Regions from separate parts of the Hordeum vulgare genome. Here region 1 is linked to region 2. Evidence: chromatin contacts called from public Hi-C data. All regions are on one chromosome and are shown on one strand. Each heading gives the region's core, a stretch centred on a gene start, on an enhancer-like site or on the middle of the called end of the contact. The rest is flanking DNA. Distances are from core to core; before and after follow the strand shown.

Region 1 (7,221 bases), core at 1,971-4,470, 59 kb before region 2:
CTAAAATCTAACAACATCTCAAAGGATTTTATTTTTTGAAGATTTTATCATTTTTGTTTATTTTTTGAAGATTTTATCATTTTTGTTTATTTTCCACAAAACTCAAAGTATCAAGGTTTCAGACGAAAACCCATCTGCTACAAGGCTTTTTTTTAAAATTAATTGAACTGTAGATTTTTTTGTTTTTGCATTAAATATGCACCATACTACAAGATGTTAAAATCTACATAAAGAACTAACTAAAAATAATAAAAAACAACAATTAAATGACTAAAACAACTATATAAGCAAAACAATATTTCTTTAATTAAAATCCTAATTTAAATTATTCTAAAATAACCAAATAAATCTTACTGTGACAACAATCTAACACATGAGTGGGAGCAAAAAGAATTAAATTAAAAACTATTTGTAAACTCAAGTTATTCAAAAACTGGGTTTGAAGCAAATTTAAACAAATTCAAATTTAAAACCATTCAAATTTAAAAACTAATGGCACAAACAGAAACTAGACAAAATTTTGAATCTAATGCAAAAAAGAATCAATCAAAAACATCAAATATCCTAAAAGATATAAGCAATTTAAAACAGAAACTACAAACAAGAATTTAAAAACAGAAAAAATAATCCGAACACCTTTAGTCCCGGTTCGTGTCACGAACCGGGACTAAAGGTCTATCCTTTAGTCCCGGTTCAAGACACCAACCGGGACTAAATCCTCCAAACCCTTTAGTCCCGGTTCGAGACACGAACCGGAACTAAAGGTCCAAGACACGAACCGGGACTAAATCCTCCAAACCCTTTAGTCCCGGTTCGAGACACGAACCGGGACTAAAGGTCCCATTTGAACCGGGACTAATGCCCGACCGGCGCCTTTGCCACTCGAATCGGGACTAATACTAACATTAGTCCCGGTTCGTAAAGGAACCGGGACTAATGTGTTTTTCGAGCTGGGACGAAAGCCCTTATTTCTGCTAGTGCACATAAGTGACTGCAAGGCAATAATTGATGATGGTTTCAAAGCCAACTAAGATAGTGGACGTTTTGGTTCAAAATGTTGTTTTTTATTTTAGATAGTCCCACTTTGCCTTCTTACATCTAATACATCCAATTTATATAGGCTTTTCAGTTTCCTGCTTATCAAGGACCTATCATGGAATCAATAAGCAAAGGCTGGAAGAGAGTTTAAGTTAAAGAACAAAATCCATGAGACATGCACGTTGCACCATTCTACACATGGTCATCAAAAGAATGAAAGGAATTGAGTCCAGGGAATATATAGAAGGCAAGCTGTCCAGCAAGTCAGAATATGTAATGGGTCTTCATTTTTCTTTGGAGTGAGAAAAGAATGTCTTGGTTATGCCATTATTTTTCTTCCTTCATCAGTTGGCCAACCCGGGAATTCAACGTCAGAACCAAGTTGCTCCAATCTATAACCCGGCAGTGGGTTTTGGTCCGCACGAGCAGTATTCTTGCAGTAGAACCAAGTTTTGGGAAAGGACTAGTTTTCCTTTTTTGAATGGAAACACCGTCAAGCTCCACGCTGGGGCCATTTTTAACTATAGTTTGGTGGTTCAAATCGAAGAACTCTCTAAAAAAGAGTCACAGATGACTCAATTTAAAGATACGCTTCACAGAGCACCTGGAATTGGTAGATATTAGTCATTGAATTGGGACCAATATCCTGAGGCGTGAGGTTGAAAAGGTGAAGGAGATCTCTAGAGAACTTTGAGCCGGGCGACCTAAATCCTTTCTTTACATGGTAAGTAAAACAAATTATTTCTCCTTGCGCGGGTTGTGGGGAACTTTCTTCATCACGCGCTCGCGAGCTGATTATGTTCTGAGCCAGCAAAACACCTTCCGTGACGAGATTCTCTAAAGTCGGAACAGATTCCTGGGATCTGAGCCAACCACAAATTTTGCTGGTCTAGGGAGGCATGGTGATTTAAAGGGATCAAATGGGTCATGCACATTGCACACTCATTCTATACATGTATAAAATCAAAGGAGGATTAACCTGGGAGAAAATTACATGCACGGTTAATTGATGGTGGGTTAGCTCTCAGCAGTATAAGGGTCTGCATATATATTGGGAGCTTTTTAACTACGTCTTCAGAATTTAATCAATGACAATGAATTACATTTTGATCAATTCTCTCATCGAAAGATGAAGTGATTGCATACTTAATTTTAGTGCTACTTCCAAAATTTGTTGCTTTAGCCAATTGAGATAAAAAATAGTTACAATGCTTATCTTAATAACTTCAACAATACAAAGTACATTAAATTTGACTGTGGCCAGTCATCCTGCATTCTGATCTTTACTCATTAGCGAAACACGACATGCAAGTCGAATAATGCATACACTTTCACTCACAAAAAATAAAATAACCTATGCATTTGTTTGACTTTTTTTGCAAAGATGGTCTTCAAACAACAATTCTTCTTGATGTTTGGGATATTTTACCATACTTATTACTCCCGTTGTACTAATCTTTTAGGAAATAATAGTGATTGTATTAAGAATGTTGGACTGCAATAAACTTTAATCCCGTTGTAATCTCACGGGCCCTTTTCCTAGTCTTCCCAATGGATGAGTACATTATGAGGCCGAGATTCATTGCACCTTTGGTACTGTCAGCAGATCACATGCAGCGTCCATCAAGCGGCGGTCGACGCTCCACCCCCCGAAGGAATCGCCTTTTCCCAGCGCCGCCGCGGTTAAGCCCGCCCGGGTAAGAACAAAACCATGCCACGCGAATCAGTCGGTACGACTTGACATGCAACGCCGATTGATTTTGAGATTTTTGAGGTCGCATCGATCGTCCGCTCTTGCCGCTACGTGCGCCAATGCTCCAATCTTTTTTCCTGACGAGTGACGAGACGGGCGACAAAATCTTTTGATCAGGAGCACGCAGTCCAATCCAATCCAATCAAATCAAATCAAAACCGCACGGCCTGAGAACGATGCCGGGTCGACCGTCAAAACCGAGCTCATCCGTTCTCATCCGGTTCACGATATAGCTGCCGCTCGTCGCTACCATGAGGACACGTTTCCGTCGCTCTGCCAGAACTTAATCAGGAATCTGCCATGTACAGATACATAGCATGTATACCACTATTAACATGCGTTGATCCTGAACGTTTGAGACCAGCTAAAGCACACACAAACAGCTCAATCACATTCACATGTATCTTTCAGATAAACGGTGGACAGTTACCTGACGTCCCTCGGTTCGCCACTAATCGTCCGTGGAAAATGGACTCCTGTGTGTGTTGCTGCAGTAGTCCCAAGCCGGTCGAAGCGGAACAACAATCGGTCAGAACGATCGGTCGAAAGGGACGTCGCACTCGTTATCAGTTTATCATATCTGGCCACTTCTTTTCCTTGGTCCAAGAACACTAGTGAGTACCTGGCTCAACCCCTGCTTCAGATCCCATGTGTGCAAGGCAGAGGCATGGGGCTAGCCGTGTCTCGCTCAACTGGGCAGATAAGGATGTCTATCGGGACAACTATTTCGAGCTCGTCCGACTTGCGTGGGCGAGTGCAGCACGATGGGTTCTAAATTCGTCAGTGCGGCCACGTTAGGGTCGAAAGGGTGCTGTTATGCCCGCAGACTACAGAGGGCTCTAGAACCTGAAAATTTTAAGCTCTTGAGCTCCAAGTTTGTTGCTATATTACCTATGTATTGCTTGCTTTCTGGACCAACTATGTCGGAATTAAGCTCTTGAACGCCGAGCTATTAAATACCTTCATCTTTAGGCAGATTCACCTGAATCTATTCCGGTGTAACAAAGAAATTGAGGCAGAGTTGAGTTGATCCTCCATAGGGCCACACACAAGAGACATCGACAATTTCTATCCTTGGTACTCCCTCTGTACATATAGTAAGACGTTGTCCTCGTATAAGAGCGCTCCTAGGAATGGACGAGAGTTTCAAGACTGCTCTTGCCGGCGTCGCCACGGATCTGCATCGCCTTCCGTGGCCTTAGGGCCATGATGACATGGTGGACCTTGGCTCTTGCCCGTGGAAGATCTCTTCCTCCGTTTTTACATGTGATATTTAGTTTGCTTAGGATTTGTGTTTTATTCAGAAAGATGAGCCGGCGTCGACTTTTTGATGATGGAATAAGTTTTGCGGCGTGTAGAGATGTGTCTCCGACCGATATCACGGGATTCGTTCGGTACTTTTCTTTGATGGATATGTTTGGATCATGTCTTCGTTCATCCGCATTCGTGTCTTTATAGGTTGGATCCTTTGAATCTACACTTCTTTTCTTCGGCGACGGTTGTTGTTCTGATGCACAGGTCTTCTCGGACCTCAGCACAACGACTTTCCAGTTGTTTACAACAAGAAGGTTTGTCCAACAAGGTTTGTTCGGCTCTCATGAGGTGGGACGACGATGACATTGTGCCTTCAATTCGTTCCATTGCTTGTAGTCGTTGTTGGATGGTCTACGAACTTATACATAATTGCTATTACTTTTGATATTCTTTGTAGTGACATGACGTTTGATGAATAGATTGATCATTTTTCTCAAAAGATAGTAAGATGTTTTACGCACTCGTGTAAGTCTCTAAAAACGTCTTACATTTATTTATTTGGGAGGGGGTCCAATTTATTCATCAAAAAGATCATGCATGTTAACAAGCAATTTGTTTACGAGCAATTTGTATTGCTTTATGCACCTATAACAACTTGCTTGAAGAATCTTACTCATTTCATAGGTAGGTATGATGGACTCTTATGGCAAGAAACTGGGTTTAAGGGTTATTGATGCATAAGTAGTATCTCTACTTAGTGCGAATTTTTGGGATAGCACAAGATCCTAAGCAAGCACCACATGTTAGAGGATCCATGGCAATATAACTGCTATGTGAATATAAGTAAACATAACCATTACGTTGTCTTCCTTGTCCAACGTCAACTATTTGATCAAGTTTAAAAATAATTGATGGGGGCTCACAATCATAGAAGATGTCCAAGATAGTATATTTATATGTGAAATCTCTCTTCCTTCAATATTCTTTCATGAATTGTTCAAGTGACCAATGATATGTTTGCTAACCTTCAATAAATTTTATTGTTTATATTCTTAGTATGTGAAGTCACTACTCCTCATGGGACAGCATATGAAGCATATATAATTTCATGTTTTATGACATTCAATTCATTCAGCATTTTCTCTTTGAATATAAATGAAGTACAAGAGTGATCATCAAACTACTCTCAAAATGATATAAGTGAAGTTCACAAAGGATTCTTCAATGAATATAGAGAGACCAATATCCAAGCTCAAAATATATAAGTGAAGCACACGAAGCATTCTACAAAACCATACTCAAAAGATTTAAGTGAAGCACATGAAACATTCTATAAAGCAAGAAAGGATTATCTCATACTAGCAGGGTGCATATAATAAAAGGGAATAATAAACATAAAATATGCTCCAAGGATAGCACATGTGAACGAATGAGAACTTTGGATCAACATTGGCTAACCGGTAATTATTGACGAAGAGAGGTGGGATGCGTAGCATCCCCAAGCTTAGATGGTTGAAACTTCTTGTAATATTTACTTGGGTGCCTTAAGCATCCCCAAGCTTGAGATTTTGTATCCCATTCAATCCTCTCATATCCCGGTTTCACATAAGTCTCAAAAACTTCATCCACACAAAACTTAAAAAGAACTTGTGAGATATGTTAGTACTTATAAGAATAAATTTGCTACCAAGACAAGTTTCATAATAATTTCAAGCATTAGGTACTGTATACTATCATTTCCATAGTTTATATCTACTAATATAAGCCATGAAAACTCTAGCATAAGTAGATAACGAAACTATGACAACAATCTATCCAAACAGAACAGTCTGTAGTAATCTATTTAAGCTCTATACTTATGTATATCCAAAAATTCTGAAAAATTTAGGAAAATTTAAATAATTTGTATGGCACTACTTTGTAAGAATTTCATAAACTTTCCACGTTCCAGTAAAATCTCATAATTCAAATACTACAGCAAAAGTTTCTGTTTTTATACAACACACCTCACGCATGCAATTCCGGCATTCTAAAGGCAATTCTTGGAACTTTTTATTGAAAAAAAGATTATAAATAACTTAAAGCAAATACTAACAGAATAAATTACACTCCAAGCAAAACACATATTATGTGATGAATAAAAATATAGCTCCAAGTAAGATATATCGATAGTGTTTAAGACGAAAGAGGGGATGCCATCCGGGGCATCCCAAGCTTAGACGCTTGAGTCTTCCTTGGATATAATCTTGGGGGTGACTTGGGCATCCCCAATCTTAGGGTCTTGATGCTCCTTATTCCCCTCATATTGGTATCTCATACAAAACTTGAAAACTTCGATCACACAAAACTTAACAGAAACCTCGTGAGATCCATTAGTATAATAGGCAAATCATAAACTTTGGGTACTATTATAAATTGATTAAAATTTAATTATTTCATAAGGTACTGTACTCTAACTTATCAATGGCTTATACCCCCGATACAATCCATAGTATCATCAAAACAAGCAAACTATGCAAGTAAAAACAGAATATGTCTAAAACAGAATATTCTGTAATGATCAGCACAAATACCATACTTATGTGACTCAGAAAATTCTGAATAATTAGGAAAATCTGGGTAATCTATATATTAATGTTGTGTAAAAAATTCAGATAAAAAATAAATTGCAATAAAATCCCAGAAATTCTGCACTAGACATCAAAGTTTTTGTTTTTGCACCGTATCAATTCTACTTATCATCCAAATCATCCCAAAGGCTTTACTTGGCACATTATTGAAATAAGAGACACAAAACATGATTACTACATTATCTTAATCATGTGAACACACAAAAACAGATAGGATGAGTGTTGGGTTTTCTCCAACAAGCGCTTTCCTTTAATGCCTTTTAGCTAGGCATGATAATTTCAATGATGCTCACATAAGAATAGTAGATGAAACATGCAAACGAGTATCATGAATATTATGAAAAGCACATTATTTTTATGGAGCAGCGGTATAAACAAGGGTGTGATTATTTTTACGGGAAATTATCATAAAAAATTCTACATTTTTTCCTTGAGTAGGAACACAAGTGTTCAAGGTTGACCCTCACTTCTTCAATGCATAACTTTCCAATCGCATCTCTTTTAAGAGGCAAGTAAATTTTTTGTGTTTTTACTTTTTCAATTTTT
Region 2 (7,062 bases), core at 3,866-6,365:
CATACACGCCTATTTTTCCAAACTTCTTTCGCCTTCTAGCATTGAAATAGAACATGTTTTATATCTTTCGGACCTTTCAAGCATGATGGATTGATTGGTGAAATTTTCATGTATCTATTAGCGAGTGTCACTCGGCATGATACGGTTCCATGCGGTGTATGCCATATGAAAAAAAATACCTTTGCTGGATAGGATAATTCCCAAATCTTTCCACGGATAGGATTGACATTAGTTCTACCCATTCCATTTGCATGTTGTAAGTTTTCTCCATGTTGCTTGCTCCATCCTTTCAAATAAGTCGAACGAGCAGTGAACATTCCATTTTTTGTATAGCTCCAAGCAATAAAATCCATCATATTATTCATGGGCAATGGAATTGCAAGTACCCTTTGAGCAACAATTGGGCACGACGTTTGTTCCACCAAATCTTCATCCCATGAGTTGTGACTCGGTCAATAAGATCACTCACCTTTGATAGAAGATGTCCCCTCCTAGGAGTAATAATTTTCCTATTCGCACAGTTCGGGATCCAAGCATCTCGCCAAATATTAATATTATGCCCATTACCAACTTGCGAGATATATCCATTTTTTAGACAATTCACTCCCGCCATAATACTTTGCCAAGTGAAAGAAGAACCCTTTTCTAAGGTTGCACTTATTAAATTGCCATCCGAAAACTATTTTGCTCTCAAGATAACATCACATAAGGAGTTAGGGTTGTCAATCAGATGCCACGCTTGTTTTGCTAACAGTGTGAGGTTGAAACAGTGTATATCTCTGAAACCCATCCCTCCTTGTTCTTTTGGGAGACACATCTTCCACCAGGCCATCCAATGCATTCTCTCTCTAAGGCCTGGTTAACACTAAATTTGATTTAAGTCTCTTCGTATAATGCTCCTGTCTGCATGCACTTCTGCTTAAATATGATGTATGTCTTTTCTAATTGGCTAGTGGGAAATGATACGTCCATTTTGCATCATGCTTTTATATCGATATTTATTGCATTATGGGTCGTTAATACACATTATGGTACAATACTTATGTCTTTTCTCTCTTATTTTACAAGGTTTACATGAAGAAGGAGAATGCCGGCAGCTAGAATTCTGGACCAGAAAAGGAGCAAATATGAGAGACCTATTCTGCACAACTCCAGAAGTCCTGAAAAATTACCGAGAATTATTTTGGAATATATAAAAACGTTGGGCGAAAGAAATATATCAAGGGACCCAGCAGGTGGCCACAAGCCAGGGGCGCGACCTCCCCCCCCCCCCCCCCCCGGCACGCCCTGCAGGCTTGTGGGCCCCCTGGCAGGCCTTTGGTGCCCATCTTCTTCTATATGAAGGGTTTTGACCTCGAAAAAATCATATCATAACATTCGGGACGAAGCGTCGTCGTCTCGAGGCGGAACTTCGGCAGAACCAATCTAGAGCTCCGGCGGAGCTATTCTGCTGGGCAAACTTCCCTCCCGGAGGAGGAAATCGAAACCATCGTAATCACCAACGATCCTCTCATCGAGAGGGGGTCAATATCCATCAACATCTTCATCAGCACCAACTCCTCTTCAAACCCTAGTTCATCTCTTATATCCAATCTTTGTCTCAAAACCTCATATTGGTACCTGGGGGTTGCTAGTAGTGTTGATTACTCCTTGTAATTGATGCTAGATGGTTTACTTGGAGGAAGGTCATATGTTCAGATCCTTAATGATTATTAATACTCCTATGATTATGAACATGAATATGTTTGTGAGTAATTACGTTTGTTCCTGAGGACATGTGATAAGTCTTGCTATAAGTAATCATGTGAATTTGGTATTAGTTTGATATTTTGATGAGATGTATGTCGTCTCTCCTCTAGTGGTGTCATGTGAACGTCGACTACATGACGCTTCACCATTATTTGGGCCTAGGGGAAGGAATTGGGAAGTAATAAGTAGATGGTGGGTTGCTAGAGTGACAGAAGCTTAAACCCTAGTTTATGCGTTGCTTCGTAAGGGGCTGATTTGGATCCATATGTTTCATGCTATGGTTAGATTTATCTTAATTCTTCTTTCGTGGTTGCAGATGCTTGCGAGAGAGGTTAATCATAAGTGGGATGTTTCTCCAAATAAGGGCAGCACCCAAGCACGGGTCCACCCACATACCAAATTATCAAAGTAACAAACGTGAATCATATGAGCATGATGAAAACTAGCTTGACAGAAATTCCCATGTGTCCTCGGGAGCGCTTTGCTTTATATAAGAGTTTGTCCAGGCTTGTCCTTTGCTACAAAAAGGATTGGGCAACTTTGATGCACCTTTTGTTACATTTGTTACTTGCTACCTTTACGAATTACCTTATCACAAAACTATCTGTTACCGATAATTTCAGTGCTTGCAGAGAATACCTTACTGAAAACCGCTTGTCATTTCCTTCTGCTTCTCGTTGGGTTCGGCACTCTTACTTATCGAAAGGACTATGATAGATCTCCTACACTTGTGGGTCATCAGGAAGTCGTTTTGATGGCCTTTTTAATGGCTGCTTTAAAGAGATGATAAGTTACGATCTTATTGGCTAAAAATTATGAAGGGACTAACACCCCTTGCCCACTTACCTCATGCCTTGGTCATAAAGCTCTTCCTAGCAAGTTCAATACACCAGACTGAAGGGAGTACCACGAGCTTCTCTTTCTTCATTGATTACTTTTCAAAATATCTATTTTGTCTAGATATGTGTGATGTTATCACTTAGGCTATCTGTAATAGTGTGTCATAGCTAGTATTATCATGCATGTTAACTAGACAATTCTAATGAGATGACATCAAATTAAGCAAAGAAAGAAAAGGTTAAGAATCATGTTTTATATCAATATTGTATTAAATGATGAGCTGCTATGTATTATGCACAATAATAAATAAAGTCATCTATGATGCATGAGTATGATACTTCTCACTACAACTACGAGGCTTATGTTTCCACTATGGCTACTCGTATTGCTTTTATTGAAACAATACGTCATGAATATGGAGTCTGGCCGGTATAAAACGTTTTCATACTTTCCTTGTTTTCATTTCTTCGCATGTTAGGTTTATATAACAAGTTTGTAGAAAATATAGTAATATATACATCATCAAATCAATACCGCTGAATCATTGCATATATTTTCGGATCATATAAATTTATTACTGTAAAAGTCTACACTGTTTTTTATAAACTTGATCAAACTGTATAAAATTTGACTCCGGTCAAAATTAATAGGAGGAGTAAATAAAAACCGAAGGAGTAATATATATCTTAGTTTTGTAGTCTTGCATGTACTTCTCCCGTGCTTCAACCAGCCTCGTTTACGGCAAAGGGTGCGAATTAGATTTTGTATATGCGGGCGGCACATGCGAACTGACATTCCAAGCGACTGTTTGCCGATCTCGCCGCAGGTTTTGTAGACACGAATACATACAGCGCACGCATGATTAATCGTACGGTGTAATCGATACACGACTCTTTGGTGCCGCCGCAGCTTAGTAGGACTGCTCGACTCTTCACGTGCTCAGCCTGTTGCTTGCATGCCGATCTACAGCTCTGCGCGCAGGTCATGCAAACGCCGCATTGGGTAGAACTCAACAGAGTATACTCGTGTGAACAGTTCAGATCCGCAGTAGTACAGCGTTCCACAACCACAAGGTCCACAACCAGGAGTAGAGCAATTGTTCCTCGGGCCAACGGTGGGGCCAACGTGACCCTTGGCCCTTCTCAGCCGGCACAGGCGCGACGGCTACGAGACGGTTCCATGCATGCATGCTTTTTTTTTAAAAAAAAAGTTAAACTTTCGGTGCAGCCATCTTATTAATTATTCCATAAAGATTTAACAAAAGTATACATTAATCCATCCAAAGCCACCCCTCACACCTACAAACTCGATAATGTAAAGTGCTCTTACTTCACATATCTAATACCGGTGTTGTTTTCAATTCATCCACATAACGTATCGAGAACAACAGCCGATACAGCACACCTAAAATGCACAACTTACGCACACGCTTTACCAGCCGCCATCCATGCATGCATGCACGCCCATATGCATATGCATGACGACACGCATCGTCCGATCTGGTGAATGTAATTAGCAACCACCAGCTGAAAAGGAAAAAGAAGAACTTAGGGATCATGAGTCGTGTCAGCAGCTAGCCAGCTAAACACGACCCGATCCTAATCCTGTCAAGCATCAATTGATTCCAACAGCCGAGCAAGGCTGGATGGAACCCAACGACCGACCGTTGGACGATGGACTGGCCAGCCCAGGCCCAGCAGCCAAGCTGCAAAATCAAGCGCACGGACGGGCGGGGCAAGGTGGTGGCGGTGGGCGGCCACGGAAAAACAGTGGTCTTCTCTTCCCGCTGCCGCTATGCGTCGGTCGCACGGCACACCGCATCACCGGCGTCGCCGTCGCGCGGGGCGTCGGCGTCGGGCGCGCACGCACTCGCTGACGCACGTGACCCCGGACATGCCAGGGAAGGAGAGCGCCGTCCGTGCCGTGCCGACCGATCGGACGAACGCGTACGCGCCCGAACTACACCGACCGGTCCCCCATGCATGAACGGGCCAACAGCCACGGCGACCCCGACGGGCGAACCCCCGCCTCCGCGCACGGTCCAGCGCCGTACGGCCCGCAGCCCGGCCCCATCCGCCGTACGTCGCCCTCCCCCGCCGCTGTCAGGCCGGCCTGGTCACCACGACGCGGCTGGCGGCGAGCTACACATGCGCGCATCACTGCACACCAGATTGCATATCTCGCGGGCGGGCGGGAGTGACAGTGACGACCCTAGCTGGCGCACGCACGCACTATTCATGGTCCTGCATATCATTGGGACGGGCCCCCCCGGGGTTGGAAGGCCTTGCACCTTGGAGTCGAGCGCAGTGTGGGTGGGTGGGTGTGCGTGTGTGCCCATGGATCTCCCGCGCGATCCACCATTAAGACCGCACAGCTGCAGCCCACTGTTCGGAAGAAGAAGCCTGCGTGGACGATGGATCGATCGATCGTCCATCCATGGGTGGTCGTAGCTTAGCTCGGTCGATCACGGACCGGATATTTGGGTCGGGTCGGGTGCATGCACAGGGGATCGATCGCACGCTAACATGTGGACGGCGACGGCGACGGTCCCGACGGCCGTACCAACGGGATGGATCGCGTACGTCTCTTTGTCCCGCCGCGTCGAGGCTTATTTATTCGCCATTTTTTTTTCTCAGCTGCTGGCCTGCAGCTAGCTGGGGTCGCTGACTGACGGGACTAAAAAGTTTGCAGATTAATGTGGGGCGACCTCTTCTCTGCCATTTGAATTCTTTTGTAGGAGCATGGTATATATGCTAGCTGAGGTAGTACTAGTACTTATGGTACGGGTTTCCTTCTTCGACGCTGTTCACTGTTCCATCGGCGGGCGATCGATCGATCGGGTGGGGCTGGACCATTATTTCGCTAATGCTTAGTTATTTATTTTCTCTTTTGTTTACACACGTTTATCAACACGGTAGCATGAATGTGTGCTATAACAGTTTCAATGAGGGTTTCGTGCATGATATATAGTACCATGCAGATCGATCAGCTGAGCCACCGGTACCCCTGGGAAATGAGAAACTTCACATGAAATAATACTCAACCAACGCATACTACGTATACAAGAATCAGGAACAGTTCACACGTCCCAGCGGCACGCAAGACGAAACGGTGGGCGTCCATCAAACACGTCGACAACATGCGTGAGTCGCAGGCTCACGGCCTGAGCGCCGTATGAACTTTACGGGAAAGCGCTAGTACAATTTCCCAGAAGATACGTTGTGAAGAACTTTCGGTAACCCTGTCGTGCATGTTCTAGTCTAGTCAGTTCCATTTCTCGAACTATGCAACAGTTCTTTCGTGGCCGCACTTTTGGCCGTTTCTTTTGGGGGTGATATCTTTCCTCCTTTTGCAATGGCCCGTGCAGCATGATTACGGGGCTCCTACAACAGGCATGGCCATGCCATTGCCACCAGAAAGCTCGCACAGTGCTAAGCGTAGGAGGGCTGGAAAAAAAGCCTTTGACTGGTAGAAAAAGAGGATGCGTGCTGCATGCATGCATGGGCTTTGCCTTTGCATATTGCATTGCATGACCCCAGCCCATTCCGCTACTCATGAGTCACACCAAGCCCCTTGCAAGTTGCAACAGTGCTTATCGTCGGCTTGTTGTTGATTGGCAGGCACGTCGAAAGAAAGAAAAAAACAAGGCAACCACCGAAGAGCACTGTGCGATTACTACTACTATTTGATGACAGAATTATCTGTTGGGCAGTTAGCTCAGCCTGTTCTGGCTGGCCTGCAGCTTTCCTGAAGCCTGATAGTAACAAATTAACCATATGTCATGTAGTACATATGGAACCTAATACACTTTTCGAGTGAGCGCTGATTTGACCTCATTTCACTAGAAGACGTGTCGGCAGACCCTGTGCCAGCCATCATCAGCAGGTTAAAAAAGGGAAAGGGAAGTAGAACAGCAAGTAGTCTCGGGAAAGATGTTTTGATGTCCCTCGACACCATGATTCACGAACGTGCATGAACAAAAAGATGATGCGGGGGCGAAAAGAAAGAAAGGCCTCCATACATTAGACTCTCTCGCTATATATATATATATATATTTACAGCATATACTTTTACCCATATAAAAAAACTAAAAAGCGCGAACGCAAGTGCACAAGGATGTGTCGACTGCTCGAGAGACAAAGAGGCTGTTAAGATCAAAGGGCCACTTGATGAGCTTAGCATCAGATTGATGTCCCCAAGAACTGACCAGGTTAGATGGAAAAGGGTGAGTAGTGCATGCTGAAGTGTGTTGAATTGGGCTGCTGCCTCAGATCCTAAATGGGCTAGCCATCATTTGTCACGGCCACTTGTCACCGCCCCCTTGGCCGCAACGTCGCGGCTTATCGCCCCGTTGGGCACTCGCGGGGACACAGACATGAAATGCTCTCTTGCTTTCCCCTATTTTGCCGCGTAAAGCTCACCTCGCAACCAAAGAAAAAAAAAAGACTACCTGAAGAAGACGCAAATGCAGGG

Evidence for each region. A called contact is a pair of places that touch in the nucleus more often than the background predicts.
Region 1: a Hi-C map of leaf shows a contact between it and region 2, with 2.1 times the contacts expected there. The contact joins two enhancer-like sites. A contact is called at or near these places in 3 of 6 Hi-C or Micro-C datasets (leaf and seedling).

What each region holds. Positions count from the first base shown.
Region 1 is chr4H:516,966,735-516,973,955 of MorexV3_pseudomolecules_assembly, reverse strand. No RefSeq gene overlaps it. Among protein-coding and RNA genes, the nearest start is that of LOC123449232, 72 kb to the right of the region's middle. Within about 2 kb of position 3,220, at least 1 of the 3 cell types and tissues checked has open chromatin away from gene starts, as enhancers often do. A contact at or near this core is called in leaf, where this site is marked.
Region 2 is chr4H:516,909,319-516,916,380 of MorexV3_pseudomolecules_assembly, reverse strand. No RefSeq gene overlaps it. Among protein-coding and RNA genes, the nearest start is that of LOC123449232, 14 kb to the right of the region's middle. Within about 2 kb of position 5,115, at least 3 of the 3 cell types and tissues checked have open chromatin away from gene starts, as enhancers often do. A contact at or near this core is called in leaf, where this site is marked.